2 separate regions of the Juglans regia genome follow, and region 2 is linked to region 1. Evidence: chromatin contacts called from public Hi-C data. All regions are on one chromosome and are shown on one strand. The core of a region is the stretch at or near the end of the contact, and the rest is flanking DNA. Distances in the headings are between cores, read along the strand shown.

What was found. A called contact is a pair of places that touch in the nucleus more often than the background predicts.
Region 2: a Hi-C map of leaf shows a contact between it and region 1, with 5 times the contacts expected there. The contact joins the promoter of LOC108985576 here to the promoter of LOC108985574 in region 1. A contact is called at or near these places in 2 of 3 Hi-C or Micro-C datasets (both in leaf).

What each region holds. Positions count from the first base shown.
Region 1 is chr1:20,481,107-20,484,124 of Walnut 2.0, reverse strand. LOC108985574 reads left to right here and starts at 1,394. Exons shown (of 2, transcript XM_018957917.2): 1 at 1,394-1,921. The coding sequence starts at 1,646.
Region 2 is chr1:20,609,765-20,612,782 of Walnut 2.0, reverse strand. LOC108985576 (mpv17-like protein) reads right to left here and starts at 1,579. Exons shown (of 8, transcript XR_001995219.2): 1 at 1,084-1,579; 2 at 424-564; 3 at 220-333; 4 at 1-135.

The sequences.
Region 1 (3,018 bases), core at 145-2,644:
ATTTTTTAAAAAAATTATAAAATATTTATAAATTCTATAATTGTAAATATTATTTTTTTTAAAAAAAAAAACACGTGGACCGAAGTATAAGTGATGTCAGAGGCCAGCTTCTAAACCATGCGTAAACACCATCGAAAGGAGAGAGAAAGGAAAGGTAAAACAATAATAAAAAAGGGTGGTTCACGTGAGCCCAAATAAAGCAGGCCCAGATCTGACTCGTGGGCTGTGACCTGCGGACCACTACCTGATACTCATTCGACAGGAAAAGATCTGCCCAATTCAGACACGACGAGTGGAACATAAATCTGGTATGGTTTTTTTACCTGGACACGCGTCGAATGTGGTCCCATCGTTTGGGGAGACCCCACAGACACAGGGTGCACGTGAAGGATGGAGTGGGGGACCACATCATAGAGAGGTGCAATGTTGTATACGTCATTAATTAGCTTAGGCTGTGTTTGGCAGACTTCATTATTATTTATAAACAATATATTATTATTTACTATCGTTATAAATTATTTCACTATAATTTATAAATAATTTAAGGCCTCGTTTATTTTTAAAAAATATCTCATATCATCTTATCTTATTTTATTTAATAATTATAATTTTTTTAACTTCTAATATAAATTAAATAAACAATTCAATTTTTTTAAATCTTAAAATAAAAATAATATTAAAAAATTAATTTTATTCATATAAATCACATATTTTATTCACATTTTCCAAAATAATTACGCTGCAACTATTAAATTCACGATTAGATATATCTTTTTTCGTTTCTCCGAATATAATGAATTCCGTGGAGTTTCAAATTTTTACTAACCCAACTTTGGTTTTCTAATAATTGTCATCTTGCGTCAATTGGGCTTTCTTGCGTAAGCAAGGACCGTCCCATTGGTTCAATTGCAATTGCCACCATATTTACACACAAAACCACTTATAAAAAACAAAAAACAAGTTAATAATCACAACACTACTAAAGTATAATATTGTACATCAATATGCACCGCCAAAATTATCGGTGAGTTTTAAAATATATAAGTCTCGTATATTTTTTTTTTAAATTATAAAAAAATTGAATTTTTCATATATTTCAAATTTCTTATACTTTAAAAAAAAACAAGATATATATTAAGTATTTTGTAATTAAACCTTATTTGGTCAGATTTTCTCTATTTTAATTTGAAGTTATTAAAAATATTATATAAATAAAATCTACATCTTCTTGTTAAATTAGATTTAAAAAAATAAATTTTATTATTTATATTATATTATCAACAAAATAAATCATGCATATAACGTAAGCAAAAGATGGTATTTAGTACAAGTATTTTTTCGATATAAAAGCTGCAGCTCCACCCGAAACTTTTTAAGCCCAATAGCCCAGAGCTCTCTTACCAATCTCTCTCGTAAAGGCTCTGAAAAAAATAAATAAGTAAAATCCCTTTTTCTCCTCTCTTCGTTGTTCTTTTTGTGGCAGTTCTAAACCTGTTCTAGCTAGGCGAATATATATTAAGTTCGATCCTCGACGAGCTAACCACTGTATCATTTTGAAAGAATGACTTGTTCTGGCCGGTTTCACTCACTTCCCTGCCTTTCATCTGTTTCCTCAGCTTACTGCTAAACTAAGCCTCAGCTTCTGATGGGTGGTGACGAAGATAGATGGGGAGTGGTACCACCAACATTGGCTCCGCTAAACGGAGAGAGAGAGGAGCAATGGAGGCACTTGTACAACTCAGTGAATGCTGTATCTTTTGGGCTCGTCGCCACTGCCATTCTCATATCAATGTTCCTTGTTATGGCTATCTATGAGAGGTTTCTGAGGGCCAGATCAACATCTTCCGCCGAAAGGCCACGTACGGATCTCGAGGCCGCCCAGATGGTTTTCCATGGAAAGCTTGATTACCCTTCTCCCAAAGTATGCTCTCTCTCTCTCTCTCTTCTGTGTGCGTGTGAACTGCAAAAGCAATGTGGACCTGCTAACATGATTGTGACGGTTCATGGTTCCAATACTGTTATCTTGTGCGTAATTATAGCTCATTATGCATGTTGACTGGTCATTCTTCCTGAAACTACATGAATTGGGTTATGAAGTTACATGATTTCTAAGGCAGAAATTTCTCTATCTATTTCAGTCATTTATATCTATTTATTAACGCCATTCAGCAGTTCTTTATGTTTAAAGGAAGCATTATTACACATATTATTACAACAAATACATAGAGATCATATGTGTGTGTATGTATTCATTACTACTTTATGCGTTTGTTTTTCAACGGTGGTCAGAAGAAAAGGAAAGAAAAAAAAGTTGTTTTCCAGCGGGAAAAATTAAAAGATAGCACATCTGAAGACACAGAAGCAATTCCAGGGCCATCTCACTCACGGACAATCAGATGGTAGACCACCCTATATTGACTTGTCCATGCTGCAATGACCTAATGTTCTTTAACAACTGATATTTCATCTCAACATCAAACATGGGCTTTTAAATCAGTCAGTTCCTGTACTCAACCTTGTTCCTAAAGAATCGACAGTTTTTGACTTATTTGATTGGGCAAAAACATAAATTTTGGCGAAAATCTTAACAATCAGATTTAAATAGAGAGGTGTAAAGTGAAACCTATTAAAAAGGCAGAGTATATTATAAAATCTTTCAAAATTTATGGTGTATATTTTTTGTTAGAGGAATGCTAGTTATCATCTCACACCACATATTTTATATATTTTAATATTATTTTTTATTATTTTTTATTTTATTTTATTCTTATTAAACTAATTGAGTTGTTTTATTTATTATCCATGCACCATATTATAAGAAAAATGAAAAATAAGTATAATGTGTGATTTGTTGGGATGATAATTAGAATTATTATTTTTTTTTTTTTTTACGATGGATAACATTTGGACTGAGAAGCAGGAATGTTTGGTAAGGAAAGTTTCTATCGAGTTTTGTGAAAGTGGATGAATAGAAATAGAAGATTTTTTAGATAAAATAATTTTTTAGTAGAATTAATT
Region 2 (3,018 bases), core at 330-2,829, 130 kb before region 1:
AATATTGGTTGGAGATTCAAAACGTAAGAACCCCAAAACCACAAAATAGATGCTGTTCCAAACTGCTGCCCACACTGTTTGGTCAAAGGCAACTTTAGCAGGGACCACCCACCAATCTTCGAATGGAAAAAGAGCCTGGAAACCAAAGTAAACGATTGCAGCCATCCACAGAAAATCAACAGATAAACCAACTGACCAAATATGAATCACAATTATCACCTCACAAAATTGGTAGTAATAATGAGAAAGGGAACCGTGGAGAGTAAACCCAACAAGGCCCGATCTGAACATGCGTGTCCGGTCAAACTCAAAAAGAGGCTTTCCTTCATAACACTGAAAATTCAGAAGGAAACAACTAAAGAATCAATCAAAGTATCTATGACCAGGACAAATCATTTAAGATAATCTCCTTCAAGCACATACTTGAGCGATCCAATCTCCTAGAGAATACACAATCCCACTTATTGCCATTTTGGCTAAAACAGGGTTTGCTTTGAGAGCTTGTTCGTAGGCAATCCAATTGTGTTCGGGTGCATACCTTAGAACCTCATAAAGGGTCCATCCCTGAGAAAATTAAAACAAAAAGTTGGTCTTGACAGGCAAGATACAATTACTGAAAGAGGCAACTTTGACATCATTTATGAATGGAAAACGGCATGAAAAGCGAACATAAGCTTTCAAAAGTTATCTAATCAATTTGATGATTACATTTGTCTGTCAATCTGATTTTTGGGCAAAATTTCCCGTACATGGAAATTGATTTCTGCAATATAGAAATCTATAACATTTAAACGGTTCCCAATCTCCCATGACAAAGAACATAAGTATGCTTAAAAAACAAAAGGATATCCAGGAAAATAATTAACCAAAATAATATCGCATTTATACGTACTCCGTACTCGAATGAAAAAAAACCGTAATTGACGATTCAAGGCTATTTTGCAAACCAAAAGTGAGAAAAGCGTAAAAGTATCATCAGCATCTATGCAATTAACTATGCAAAAGCCGATTCTCGTAAATACCCATGTCCGAAAATGGAGCGAGGAAAAATACAAGCAAAACTTAACATACGAAATCACTCACATGCCAGTAATCATAGTCAATGGTGAGCAACTTGCTGACGGCGAAGGTCCCAAATCCTAGAACAATAGAGGCATTGATAGCTTTGCTAACCAACCTATCAAAATCATCATCCTCTTCTCTCCCCTCAGAAGTAGAAAGAGGCTGAAGTTCTTCAGACCCATTTAGTAACAACCGGCTTTCTTCATCCTTGACAATATTAAGATTCTCCTTCACCGGAACAACTTCTCGGTCCTCTGTGACCGACCAAATGACACAGCTCCTTTTACGGGTTGAAAAGCTGAAATTGCTTAATGGGTTGGACTTGGTGAAGACTTGGGAGGAGAGCATAGATGGAGGAAAGTTAGGTCTCTGGGATTCTGCGATGGATTTGGTGAGCGAAGGGAGTTTATGGGGGGCGGTGATGCTAAGAGTAGCCATTGAAAATGGTGAGCCGCAGAAGAGAACAGAAGGGAAGGGAGAGAGACAGAGAGGAGAGAACTTTAAATAAATAAATACCGAATAGTATGAGTAATGCTTATCAGGCGATATATTATTCGAGAAACGATATTTGTAGTTGTGAATACGTAAGTTTCGTGTAATTATTTAAGATAAAAAATATAAAATTTATATGAAAAAAAATTAATATTTTTATATAAATTTTATTTTTTTAAAATAATAATATAATATTTATATATTTTACGATTATATATAATATTACTCGTATTATATATAGCATTTATTATTGAAATTCGATTTTCATTTTAAACTGATTTTCTTTTATTTTTAATTGAATTAAAGTCTGAAATTTTTAACTATTTTAATTTTTCCAATAGTTTTTAGTATTATTACCATACAGGCTATTGTTAGTTTTTATTTATTTTGAGCTTTAAATCTACACAAGAACACGTGTTTCATGTTTAAAATATATTTAACATAAAATAAAATAAGATATTTTATTTATAGATTGGATTTATAAGTATAATAATTAAGATTCTTATTATTTTTATTTTAAAATTAAAATGCATATGCTTCATATCTTAAAAACTTTTTTTTTTCAAATATAAAATCTGCATAAGAACAATATTTTTAATAAATTGCGTTTGTTTACATATAGATAAACTGTTTTATTTTATAATCAAAAGGTGATTTACATTATTTTGGTTTTTATTAATATTAAATATTGAAGATTATAAAGATTGTTGCAGCCTAAGCATTTGAGGATAAAAAGAAAAAAAAAATATATTTATCATTCTCTAAGCCAAATATTAACATGTGATTTGATTTGTTATTTTTATCTTTTTATTTAAAGAATTCTATTACATATAATTACTTTTACGTATTTTTTATACATTTCACTTATGTGATTATCTAAATCAATTATTTTATATTAAAAAAATAATGCAACTAATCACATTAATATAATGTATAAAGAATATATAAAAATAACTGTACACAAAATTTTTACATATTTTTTAAATATCAATATTTTTTAAATTTTAGAAGGAAAGATGTCTACGCAAAATGCATAAACACGTCCCGTATTTAAAAAAGTTGCGTCTCCTTTGGGGAAATGGTCTTCAAAATGAAGAACGAGCGAGCAATACAACCTTACTTTTTTCATAGTTTTTATGAAGCCACGTAGGTCTCCATCCCGCCGCTATTAAGGACAGTCGATACGAGGGGTTGTGCAGCTTGTGCTTTTACTTGGCAATTGTTATGTCGAGTCATTATCATTCAATTATATGGACTAATCCTTAAAAATGTCAAACTTTTAAATCTTGGTGAGTTTGGTTTCTAAACTCATCTAAACTCATCATTATAACTTTTTCAAATTCTAATACAAAATATAATAAATAATTTAACTTTTTCAAATCTTAAAATAATAATAATATTAAAAAATAATATTCTAACAATATTTTATCATCTCAACTCAACTCAACTCAACTCAACTCACTT